2 separate regions of the Rattus norvegicus genome follow, and region 2 is linked to region 1. Evidence: chromatin contacts called from public Hi-C data. All regions are on one chromosome and are shown on one strand. The core of a region is the stretch at or near the end of the contact, and the rest is flanking DNA. Distances in the headings are between cores, read along the strand shown. Region 1 holds the start of Dync1h1 (dynein cytoplasmic 1 heavy chain 1). Region 2 overlaps 1700001K19Rikl (RIKEN cDNA 1700001K19 gene like).

What was found. A called contact is a pair of places that touch in the nucleus more often than the background predicts.
Region 2: a contact with region 1 is called in a Hi-C map of liver, with 2.8 times the contacts expected there. The contact joins the enhancer-like site here to the promoter of Dync1h1 in region 1. A contact is called at or near these places in 4 of 12 Hi-C or Micro-C datasets (hepatocytes, kidney and liver).

Annotation. Positions count from the first base shown.
Region 1 is chr6:135,433,639-135,439,700 of GRCr8, forward strand. It overlaps Dync1h1 (dynein cytoplasmic 1 heavy chain 1), which reads left to right and starts at 2,840. Exons shown (of 78, transcript NM_019226.3): 1 at 2,840-3,208. The coding sequence starts at 2,959. It overlaps LOC120103624 (a long non-coding RNA gene), which reads right to left and starts at 2,729. Exons shown (of 2, transcript XR_005506332.2): 1 at 1-2,729.
Region 2 is chr6:135,502,346-135,508,407 of GRCr8, forward strand. 1700001K19Rikl (RIKEN cDNA 1700001K19 gene like) reads right to left here. Exons shown (of 6, transcript NM_001134526.1): 2 at 4,546-4,606; 3 at 3,313-3,486; 4 at 2,680-2,730; 5 at 1,268-1,788; 6 at 487-623. The coding sequence starts at 3,411. The coding sequence ends at 620. Among named protein-coding and RNA genes, the nearest start is that of 1700001K19Rikl, 9.4 kb to the right of the region's middle. Within about 2 kb of position 2,831, at least 5 of the 93 cell types and tissues checked have an H3K27ac peak or open chromatin away from gene starts, as enhancers often do. A contact at or near this core is called in hepatocytes, kidney and liver, where this site is marked.

The DNA of each region.
Region 1 (6,062 bases), core at 1,590-4,089:
CTCTTAGCCGGGACGCAATTTTGGTAAGCCATGTGGTTGGTTCTACTAGAGGGGAGAGGGAAGGAGCTAGGCAGTACCAGGTACATCTAGGGCTTGCGTACATTTTCTGCCCAGGAAGACAGTCTTCATAAATCTTTCCTGTGGGTGGTGGAATATGGGCTGAACCACAGGCTGGCATTTGCTAGGTGACCGGGTGGTGCCGTGCAGATAGATGGGAAAGTGGGGGTAGAAAGAAGGGCCCCTGAAAGTAAGAAAATTTGTGACCACCAGAGGGCGCGGACGGGCTGTTCTGTTCCTGGTGGTGGCGTGCTTCCCTGGTCGTCAACTCCAGCCTGCTGGTCTGGAAACTTCTAAGACCCGGATCCAGTTCAGCCCTCACCCTGAGACCCATCTCACCGAACCAAGACAGAAAGGGGATGAGATTCTCAAATAGCTTCACCAAAAGCGTCCTGCAGAGAGGTGAAATGCGAGCCGGATCCTCCAGCAGCCTGGAAGCCCAAATGGTGTAGTCTGTCTGAAAGTAGGGCAGAGAAGGTCCAAACCTTTATGCCCTCAATGAAACATTTATGTGCCCTGCCGCTCCCACTACTCCCATTCCCTGGGAACACACATTAAGCAAGTGTTGGGTGTTCTCCAGGCCTGATAGTAGCGTCAGAAGTGGGTTGATTATGAATGAACGGCCCAACATGAACCAGGTATGGTAGGGCATCCACAATCCTAGGGCTGGAATTATGGGTCAAGATAGGACGATTACTCAAGTTTTAAGACAGCATGTACTATGTATATAGTGAGTACATAGAGAAGGGGTGTATGGAAACACAGCCTGGAGATGCTGATTTGATGGCCGTCCCACTGAGAGATTGTGTGCTGTCCAGGGGTTGAGGGAGGGAGCAGAATGAGGAGAAAGAGCCTGACACCAAGTAGTATCTTTACCACACTTCACATGGTATTTTAAAGAGATGTTGGGTAAGATCACTACACAGTGCATCGCACATGTATGACAAAACTGTATGTACTACAGCAGCCACCAGCATCCCACATCAGGAAAGAAACGCTTCTCCCAGCTCCTCGCAACGACTGAAAGCAGATGCTTTCATGGGCAGGAGACCACGGGATGGCCAGGGTCCCATCCCCACCCTGGATCAGCCGAGTGCTGTGCCACGAGGCAGGAGGGCATCTTCAGGCAAGCCCTGCTTTTTCGTTAGTTAGCCCCGTCTCAGCCTGGCCGGCCTCTGGGATGACGCCCTTAGAAATTTCAGCAGCCTGTGTGCAGCAGACCTATTCTCACTATATTCAAAAAACAGACACATTTAGTATATTTTTTATTTAAAAAAAAAAAGCAAGCAGGTTTGGTCTGTTTGTAAATCCTTGTAAACAGATCGTTTCTGTTGTCTTCTTTGAAAAAATGATCGTAATCCAAAGTCTGAGCCTGTTATCTGTTCCTTGACTTGGAGCCAGGTTGCAGATGAGAGAGTCCCTTGGATGACTGAATGACGGCACTTCCCATATGCTGACTCACAGTGCAGCCAGTGTGCGATCAGCCCCACCCCCACCGAGTCCCTGCAGGTTTCTGAATCTCGGGCTTTTTGTCCTTGTTCCTATCTCTGAGGTTATGCAGGTATTGGTCACTGCTGGTACATCCGCATTTCCACAGTAACAGCTTGCCCCGGTAGCTTTGGGTCTGTCCTCTCCCCTCTGCAGGACTATTTACGACTTCTTGGACATATTATACTAGAGTGGGAGTGGGCTGATGGAGGGAGGACAGGGATATGTATCTGTTTCTCTCTCTCTCTCTCTCTCTCTCTCTCTCTCTCTCTCTCTAGAAGAATCATATAAGTAGTTTCTGGGCTCCATCAGCTGCCTCTGGGACCTGGCACTGGGCAATTGTGCAAGGAATAAGCATATTGTAGGGCTCTCCATTTGCCAAAGATGATTTGGGAAAATCAAGTCATCCCATCATCGTCCCACCAATCAGGACTCAGCTTTCTAACTCGGCATTATTATATTTTTAAAGATCACTTTGGCTTAGTTCCCTCTTCCCAATTGAACAGGCAAGTTATGATCTGAACTTTCAAAGGCCAGTTACTATCCCCAAGAAAGTAAACATCTAGATTCTGGCCTTTTTGTCCTCCCTGTATGGGAGGAGGGGTGATGGGTCAGATGCAAGGAAACTTAGTTGGGAGGCATCCAAGCCCCTACCTCCTGCCGACCCAGATTCTTGAACCCACAGAGCAGTGGTGTGCAGGTTCAGGGCTTGGGGAGGAGCATACTGTTGTCAGTAGATTCATTCATATGAATCCTCCTGTTTCAGTCATATCACCCTTGCTTGGTAAATGACGCTGTGTTCAGAATCCAGGGCCCATCACAGCTGGATGTTATCCAGGTTTCTTTAAGCCTAACCTTAGACTGCAGAGCAGTTGCTGCTCCACCCATACATAACCTTCTCTTCCTTAGACTCCAGTTCCTCAGCTAAGAACATCGCCCTTTCCATCCTCTCCCTTGACAGTTTAGCGAGGTCACTGTGGGGACGCCCCTATTTATGGAGCCTGAGGGGCTGGCTCTGTGATATTCTCTGCCACCTGGCAATGGAGCCAGACACGGTTCCTGGACCACTCCGGGGAAGAGAGAAATGGTCCCCACCCAGCACTCCGACTACAAGTCCCAAAAGGCCACGCGGCGCCGCACCTAGCCCCGCCTCCAGTCGCATGCGTAACGTCGCGACGCCGACCGCGAGCGGGCGCCGGTGGCTGCAGCCAGCGGGCGGGGCGGGGCGGGGCCGGCGGGAGCGGTGGCCTTTAGGGCGGAGCCGGCTCCGCTGTCCGCAGTCGGCCGCGGGCTAGCGGACACAGCGTCTTCTGTCGCCGGTTTCTTTCGCTCACTGCTCCCTCGTTCCGGAGGTAGCTCTTCTCGGCTCTCTCTCTCTCTCTTCTCTATCTCTCTCCCTTCCGCGGATCCGCCATGTCGGAGACCGGCGGCGGTGAGGACGGCTCGGCCGGCCTGGAGGTGTCCGCGGTGCAGAATGTGGCGGACGTGTCGGTGCTGCAGAAGCACCTTCGTAAGCTGGTTCCGCTGCTGCTGGAGGACGGCGGCGACGCGCCGGCTGCGCTGGAGGCGGCGCTGGAGGAGAAGAGCGCCCTGGAGCAGATGCGCAAGTTCCTGTCAGACCCGCAGGTCCACACGGTCCTGGTGGAGCGCTCCACCCTCAAAGGTGCGCGGCGCCCCCTCCCAAGTCGCGTGGAGCAGCTAGGGTGCCGGGACCGCTAGCGCCCGCACAGTGGGGTCGCTTTGTCTCCGCGGCTTCTCAAGATGGCCGAGTTGGGTGGAGACCGCGTCTCCCGGTCCCGGCTGGGCACAGGGCCGCATCCATGCCTCCAAAGTCACATGAGCTTTTTTGGTTTCGATTCGTGTCCAAGCATAGCTCGCTTTGGGAAGAATCTGTCTAGGGCAGCCTAGGTGCTGGCCCCTCGGTGGGCTCGGGTACCGGTGCGTTGGCGGGACCCGGAGTGGGCAGGCCCTGGGCACCCAGCATCTCTGCTATCTGGCTGCCTACGCATAGGCCTCCATTGGCCTCACAGCATCGTTGCTGAGTGGGTGTATCTCCCTCCCTATTTTACAAACCAAGAAACCTAGTCCCGTGGCTGGTCCAAGGTCACCAGCTAGTACCGGACCTTTGACTAGACTCAACATAACCAGTTTCCAATCAGAATTGCTTGTTTTGCTGATCATGGCTTGAAACTGTTGCTTACATGACCCTAATGACAGCCCTGTAACATTTAAGTCTGGTTTCAAAGATTTAAGAACTCTTGCTTACCTAGTCGGGGAAGGAGGAAAAAAAGCTGAGTTGTGTCTTCCAGTAGAGAGACGCTCTACATCCGTAGATTCATCTGGTATCTGGAGCTTGCTTACAGGATTCCTTCCTTCTTGAGTCCTGTAAACCACTTTGTAGCATCTGGGGAGCATGTGTGCACGCTGGTGAATGGGTGTGGTGTATCCTTAGGAATCCAGATGTGCTGTCTAGGAGAGTAGCCCTTATTAAGGGGATTGAATCAGGTGGTCTGAGAAGATTTGCTTGCAAATTCCTTAGAGTTCCTAAGGCTTTGGGCTGGGTTAGAAAACCAGTGTGGCTGCCCTTTTCGATAGTTTGTATCCAGATACAACGTATCGCTTAAAGGCTATTCTTAATTACAAAATGTTTAACGTGGCCTTGGTTTGGGCCTGCATCTAGAAGGCAGCAAAGTATTTTTCTTGAATCCACACGGAATGTTTAAAACAGTATGCTGTTAGTGACTATAGAGTGTTCGTGTGGCCGAGGTTGTTTCCTTTACGTCGAAGTTTGTGTTTATTCCTGCATGGAATATTTTGGTCCAAAAGTCCATGTAATTATAGAAAAATTGAAACAGGCCCGAAAGTCAGCTGGGATCCTTCTGCCTCTGCAGAGCCCCTGTGAGCCCCTTGACCCCCACTTTTTTAGTCTTTTGTGGGTATGTGCAAATACATTTTGTTAAAATAAATTTTAACCTATGTTTTTTAAAGATTTTGAGTAGTTTGGCCCTAGCTAATTCTTTTATATTTTTGGTTGTACAGTTTGTGTATTGAAATTAGTGATTTCAGTATAAAAACACACAAAAACCATGAGTCATGGTTTCTCTTTACAAAAACAAAATCCTAAGTTTTCATCTTTCTCTGTCTTTGGTGATTTGTTTTTCTCCTATCTGTCCATCTTGGATCAAGGGTGGGATGGAACAAGTGTCTGCACAGGACTCATTTCTTTTCAGCAAAGGGGTGATCCAGCATCCTAGCGAGGTTCCATAATGACTTGCACTTTTGAAAGTTCACTAAGGAATTGGGCTGTCTTGAGACTGAAATAACTCTCTTCTGTGTTTATAAGAGTTCTAGAGATTCAATGTTTCATTAATTTCTTGTTCACTTACAGAAACATAGGGAAAGGTTTTTATTTTATTTTATTTATTTTTTTTATTTTACATTTCAAATGCCTCCCCTCCGGTCTCTCCTCAGCAAGTCCCCGCATCCCGTCCTTTTAAATCCACGGTGATGCCTTAAGGTCTCCTGCTTGTTAGCAGCTGTGTTATCTATGCTGGGGTTGAGTCCAGGGTGTTGCACATGCTAAGCTCACCCTTTTTGTTGTTGTTTGTTTGCTTGTTTGTTTGAGAAGTCTCACAGTGTAGCTAATGTTGGCCTGAAGCTTTGTAGACCAGGCTGGCCTCATCTCACAGAGATTACCTAATCTCTTCCTCCTGGGGGCTGCTAAACACAGGGTTCTAACATAGCATTGAATTACAGCCTAGGCCTGTTCAGTCTCTGGGCCCTTGGTAGGAGGGCTTTGTTTTGGTAGTTGTTAGTTCTGGTTGGTTTCTGCACACTTAGTCAGATATGTGAGGGAACAGTTGATGGCAGTGAACAGCGAATAAATACCACTATTTGTGATTAATATATAGCAGATTTCCTGATCATTTTTAGTCTTAGCCACCCCTCCCTTTTCTTTTTTTCTTTTTTTTTTTTTTTGGTTCTTTTTTTCGGAGCTGGGGACCGAACCCAGGGTCTTGCGCTTCCTAGGTAAGCGCTCTACCACTGAGCTAAATCCCCAGCCCCCACCCCTCCCTTTTCAAGCCTAAGGGGTCCTCAGACTTATCTGTAGCCAAGATGACCTTGAACTTCTGATCTTCCTGCCTCCCGCCTCCCAAGTGCTAAGGGCATTCAGAACGTGGTCAGTTTTTATTGTGGTGTTAGGGAAAGCCAAGCCAGCCAAGCTGTGTCTCCAGCCTCTCCTCACTATTCTAAACATTTATACTAAATACATAGAAGCATTTTTAAAAAGTAAGTTCTTTTATAAGCTACCCCAGCTACTTGGGAACTTTTCATTTGAGTACAGAATTCCTCAAAGTATAAAATAAAGATGGTGGTTTAGCAGATTCTTTTGATAGTGTAGCATCAGCAGATGAGAGTTACAGCTTTTCGCTAACAGTTCTCCTTTCTGAAATTCCTGGGCGGGGGGAGATTGTTTTCTTCTAGATAAAAAGGTCATTGATCCTGAACTGGATGGT
Region 2 (6,062 bases), core at 1,581-4,080, 69 kb after region 1:
CCCACAGGAAAGGTGACAGAATAGTCCTGGCATCTCAGTCTCTAAAACCCTCTATGACTGTGTGGCACAGGGTGGGCAGAGGCTGTTGTCATAGCTGTAAGGACTCCTGAGCACAGAGGGGCACTGTCCTATCCCTTCTCTGGGAGAGGACACAGCAGGTTCCTCTGCAGGAGGAAGTGACCCAGCCCTCAGGCAGTAAACACAAGAGCCCCAAGCGGACATCCTCTGAGGAACACCTGGGGACGGGCACAGAGGATACTGTCTGAGTCCGTGGGGATCATGGGAATACGAGGCTCACCCCAGCCCCATAACTGCACTCCACTGAGAGTACCAGCCCACCCCTATGCCCTGCAGTTGGAAGGGTCTTACTGGACAGTGGCCACCAGCCCTGTGTCTTCACTGACAGAGCCACCTGGGGCACTGATGTGCACCCCTAACCAGTCCTGGAAATGGCCCCAACAGCACCCAGAGGTGGAGACATGCCCTGCCAAGAATGGGCACCTCCTTGTGGTGCCATTTTTATTTGCACTTGGGAACCTTGTCCTGCCGCCATGGGGAGGACATGACTTGGAGAGGAGGCCCAGACTCAGCAGCAGCACCAGACTTGTGCTCAGCTTCCTTACCTACCAGAAAGAAAATGAAAGTTCAGTGGACAAGCTGCCAAAAGCAGAACTGGGAGAAACCGCTCCCATGACCAAGCTGACTGTTAGGGAACCCTGCTGCCAGATGACACGAAGGCAGCAGGCAGCGAGGGACTTCTGAACACACAAGGAACAGGAAGGGATCTGCCCCCACCTCAGCCTCTGATCCAACACTCAGGGACGGGCAGGCAGACTGCCAGGGAATGGAACAGATCCTGAGGTGGGGGTGGGCAGCCCAGGGAAGGGCACTTGGACCCATCCCTGAATTGCAACCTACTGTTAAATATGTTTTACTGTGTGTATGTGTGCTCATACACACGTACACATGCGCATGTGCACGCACACGCTCTCTCACACACACACACACACTCCATTATGTGTTCCTATGAATGTTGGTTCTTTCCTCCCACCATGTCCTAGGGATTGAACTCCGGTCCACAGGCTTTGCGGCAAGCACCCTGACCCTCTCAGCTATCCCAGCATTCCCACCTGCCCGTTTTTTATGCCAGAATGGGGGGTGGGGTGTTTACTGCTTATCACTGGGAGTTTGGCGTGAGTCCCTGGCTCTGTGCCAGCCCCGTACCCCTTCCCTGATCTAACTTGGGCCCCTGGGTTGGGCCACGTACTTCTTCTTCCTCTTAATTATCTCAGGCTCTCCAAGTAGGAGCTCCAGTTTTCTCTTGGAAATCGACAGCCTGGACCCCTTATCTCTCTCACTCCCAAGCCTGGGTGGGGGCCTGGTGGCTCTGGCTCTGCTCAGCAGGTGTCTGCTTATCTCTGGGCTCTCCACGGGGATGAGGGGGCTGGCAGCCCTTGTCATCCTCCAGTCCTCTGGTGATGGGGACAGCCTGCCAGGATGTCCGTTGGCCTCTCGGGGGCCGAGTGCCTTTAGTTCACCCTCGGGCTGCATGTCGACATCGCTGGCTTCCAGGGTTATGGGGGTCCAGCCAGAGGTTCTCATGGTGAGGTCTGGAGCTTTTGGGACCGAGTCCTCCGAGATGGTCTCCTCAGCAGTCTTGAACCTCAGTGTGTAGGAAGGTGAGTTGCGGCTCCTGTCACCCAGGAGGCGGTAAGCACGCTGGCGGCAGCTTCGGTAGTTGGAATGACCTGGGGTATCCTCTGAGTCTCCATCATAAGGGTCTAAAAACTGTGACAAAAGTTTGAGTGTTTGGCTACATCCAAGGCCCGTCCACAAAATAGAGTTTCTGAGGCAGTGGGTGGCAATGAATATGTAAACAAAACGTCTCCATCACTGATGGCAAATGTGTGTGCTTTGCCTTGCACCGAAACCCAAAAAGGACAAGGTCTCCACCTGACACTAGCCTAGGTGACCCTGGCCTTCCTACCGTCCTTCTACCCTCCTGCCTCTGCCTCCCATCAAGGGACTGTTCTGAGGGTCAAACCCAGATGCTCATAAACGCTGGGCAAGCGTCTTACCCACTGCGCTACATCTATTTTGTTGGGTTTTGGGTTTTTGAGGTGGGCTCACTATATAACCTTAGCTGGCCTGGAGCAACCTATGTAGATCAGGTTGGCCTCAAACTCAAAATCCACCTGCCTCCCCACCCCCCAAGTGCTGGGAATCAAAAGTCTGTACCACCACACCCAGCTTGGCTCACAGCCACATGGAAGGCTATCTCCAGGCCATCGCCACCTTCTTCCAAGTCCTTGAATACTGTGACAAAGTACTCAGACTTACGGAAATATGTCATTCCAGAACATTATAAGGCGGGGTCTCTTAGCCCTGGCTGCCCTTCAACTTTATATCCTCCTGCCTCAGACTCTGCAGTGCTGAGATAACAGGTGTGCGCCACCACCACCTGCTACAGCAAACTCCTCTTAAGGGTGCATGGCCAGGCCTCTGGGGAGTCCCTGACCTTGGCTGTGGAGGTTAAAACTTCCTGTCTGTTTTTCCTTGCTCTATCCTGTTCCTGTCTGGCTGTGGCATGATCTATCATCCCGGCACTCACAGGCAGAGATAGGAGGCATGTCCCTCAGGCTTCTGGACCCAAGGGGTTTGGGCCAGGCCTGTGCATACCTCTCTCCAGATGCCTTCAGCAAAGTCCATGAGGTTCCTTCTGGAGTTGATCTGTGAGGGGAAAGCTTGATGCAGATTCCGCCCTGCCACCTTAACCCCGAGCATGGGATGCTCGCTGGCCACACCACAGGGCATGCTAACACGAAACCTGGTAAGGGGACAAGGTCCAAGCCTGGCAGGCAGGGAGCCCTTCCCTGGCACAGTGGGCAGACAGCACCTTGGCACTGCTTCTGGGCCCAAATCCAGGAGCTGGAGGGCACTAAACTTTCCTTCTCAACTGGTTCCCCCCTCGCATGCAAAAGCGAGGCCTAAAAAACCCACAGAGGAGCCCAGGCCTGGCCTCTGGTGGTCCAACACTTTTGCCCTAGGCCACCAAGGAAGGTAGTGTTCATTTTCTTAATAAAAGAATACTGGCGTTTAAATACTTTTAGTTTTGTTTTTGTTTTTGTTTTTTTTCTTTCTTTCTTTTTTTCGGAGCTGGGGACCGAACCCAGGGCCTTGCGCTTGCTAGGCAAGCGCTCTACCACTGAGCTAAATCCCCAACCCTACTTTTAGTTTTAGTAAGGGAGGAAGGGATCCAAAAGTTAGGAATGGGTATTTCCCACATGTACGCCCCCCACGCTTGCTGGGCACCTGAAGGCGATGGCGTGAGTGTCTCTGCCACTTGCGAAAGCCAGCTGCACTGAACGCTGCCCTGATGCAGGTGGGTCGGCTGGGCCTCAGGCTGGCCATCCCTCGAGGCCAGGCACGTAGACTGTCACTTAACTAAGGAGACCAAGCCAAAGGACAAAACCCCTGTCAGAGGGTCTAGAGCATAGGGAAGGAAGGGCAGGCCACAGGGAGAAGAATTTTTTAAACAACATCTGATCCCACCCTGTAGCTCAGGCTGTCCTTCCTCCAGATTCTCTGTAAATATGAGGCAGCTGAGGCAGGAGGAACATGAGCTCAAGGCTAGCCTGGGCTACATAGAAGGTCAAGGCCAGCTTGAGATAAATAGCAAGACCCTATGTCAAAAACAAAAGCAAGGGCTTGGTCCATCCAGTGCTTACTTAGCACATGCTAGACCCTGGACTCAGCCCTAGCACCTACGAAACAAAGAGTGGTGGCAGGGGTTTGAAAACCCAGCACTCAGCGCAGGAGGATCAGAGGTTCAAGGTCATCCTTGGTAAGAGGCCTGCCTGGGCTACATGAGATCCTTCCTCAAAAACAACAAAAAGCCCCTAGGATTGTGGGTACAAAACAGTTCAGCACTTGCCTAGCTCCGCATTGTGGGAAATACGGGTTGGGGACATCAGAGCACAAGAGAACGTGCTCCACACAGAGAGCCATCCTGTCTATCTGAGACCCTCTCTTTTAAAAGATTAAAAATGGGCTGGAGAGATGGCTCAATGGTTAAGAGCACTGACTGCTCTTCCTAGGTGTCCTGAGTTCAAATCCCAGCAACTACATGGTGGCTCACAACATCTGTAATGCGATCTGATGCCGTCTTCTGGTGTGTCTGAAAACAGCTACAGTGTACTCATATACATAAAAAAATCTTTTTAAAAGTTTAAAAATAAACTGTAGGGGTTGGGGATTTAGCTCAGTGGTAGAGTGCTTGCCTAGCAAGCGCAAGGCCCTGGGTTCGGTCCCCAGCTCCGAAAAACAGAACCAAAAAAAAAGGGGGGGGCTAAAGATGGGCCTGGAGAGCTGGCTCAGTGTTAAGAGCACTTGCTGCTCCTTCAGAGGACTCAGGCTCGGCTCCCAGCACCCGCCCGGAAGTAACTCCAGCTCCAGAGGATCCGATCCCGCTCTGCTCCACAGACATAAGTCAGGAGATTACTCACACACGTAAAATGTAAGTACCGAGGAAGCGGCGCTACAAACCTCTGTGGAGTCTCATGTCCCTCAGTTTCTCCAGATCCTCCCTCCGAGCAGCTGCTACGCCCTGTGGAAAGTGCCTCAGTTACACAGGCACATGGGATGCTTTCCAGCAATAAATCCTGCCTTCCCAAACTGGGCTCCCAGACCCCATTCTGAAACCTGGGAAGCAAGCAAAAGACCGGCCCTACCATACCCTCCCGAACACAGGACTTGTGGGCATCTTAAAGGTGAGAGAGGCTAACAGAGGAAAGGAGCCCAGCTTGGCAGTGCAATGTGAACCTCTGCCTTGAATCCCAGCATCGGGAGAGGGAGGGTCAGGAGTTCAAGGTCGTTCTCATTTACATAGTGAGCCAACCTGGGCTTTGTGAGACTCTGTCTCAGGAAAACGAAAGTGGAAGAAGACGCTGCAGAGGCATCTCTGAGGTAAAGCCCACACAGCTCTTGGCGAGAATCTGACTTCAGTTCCTAGCACACACATTCAGTGGCTCATAACCACCCTTAACTCCAGCTCCAGGGGTCAGACACCTCAGTTGTGGGCATCTGCATATATGTACATGCATACACATACACTTTAAAATAACACTTAGAAGAAAAAAAAAGAGGGCTGGAAAGAGATGGCTCAGTGGTTAGAGCACTGTTCTTCCAGAGGACCAGGGTTCAAGTCCCAGAACCCACATAGTGACTCACAACCATCTGTGACTCTAGTCCTATGGGATCTGATGCCCCCTCTGACCTCCACATGCATGCACCTGAGGTACATATATACATGAAGGCAAAACACCTATAAGCCTGAAAAATAGATCCAGTTTAAAGGAAGGAAATAACTCCGTGTACATTACCCAGATCCCTTTTCTTCTCACCTTCCCTGTCCCACAACCCCAAATGACATTTGAAAGTCCTGTTGTCTTAAGATTTGAGGCTATTGCTGCTTCTTAGAAAGTCTTGCAGGGGCTGGGGATTTAGCTCAGTGGTAGAGCGCTTGCCTAGGAAGCGCAAGGCCCTGGGTTCGGTCCCCAGCTCCGAAAAAAAAGAACCAAAAAAAAAAAAAAAAAAAAAAAAAAAGTCTTGCTGTGTGTGCGCCTCCCCCCTACCCCAAAAGCTCTCATCCAGAATGGCCTGAGGCTTTTCCTTGTGAAAAAAAACTGGACTCCAGAGGCCACATGTCTGAGTGTCATACCATCAACATGACTTGGGTTAGGAAGTCCGCCCCTGTGCTTCTTCTTTGGAATTGGGCATCACAGGCACCTTTGAAGGGTGAGGGCCATCTACACAGAGCTGCGAGTGTCCCCAGTGGTCCCAGTAGACCAGCCGGGCTTACAGTACGGACAGTAACACAGGCCAAAGGGCTTCTCAGCCCCTCCCTGGCTCCAGATCACCTGAGGTTTACCCTCGTTACCGTGTGATGTTCCAGGCAGGATTTCTCTGTGTGGCCCTGGCTATCCTGGAACTTGCTCTGTAGACCAGGCTGGCCTCAAACTCAGAAATCTGCCTCCCAACCACTGGGATTAAAGGTGTGCCCC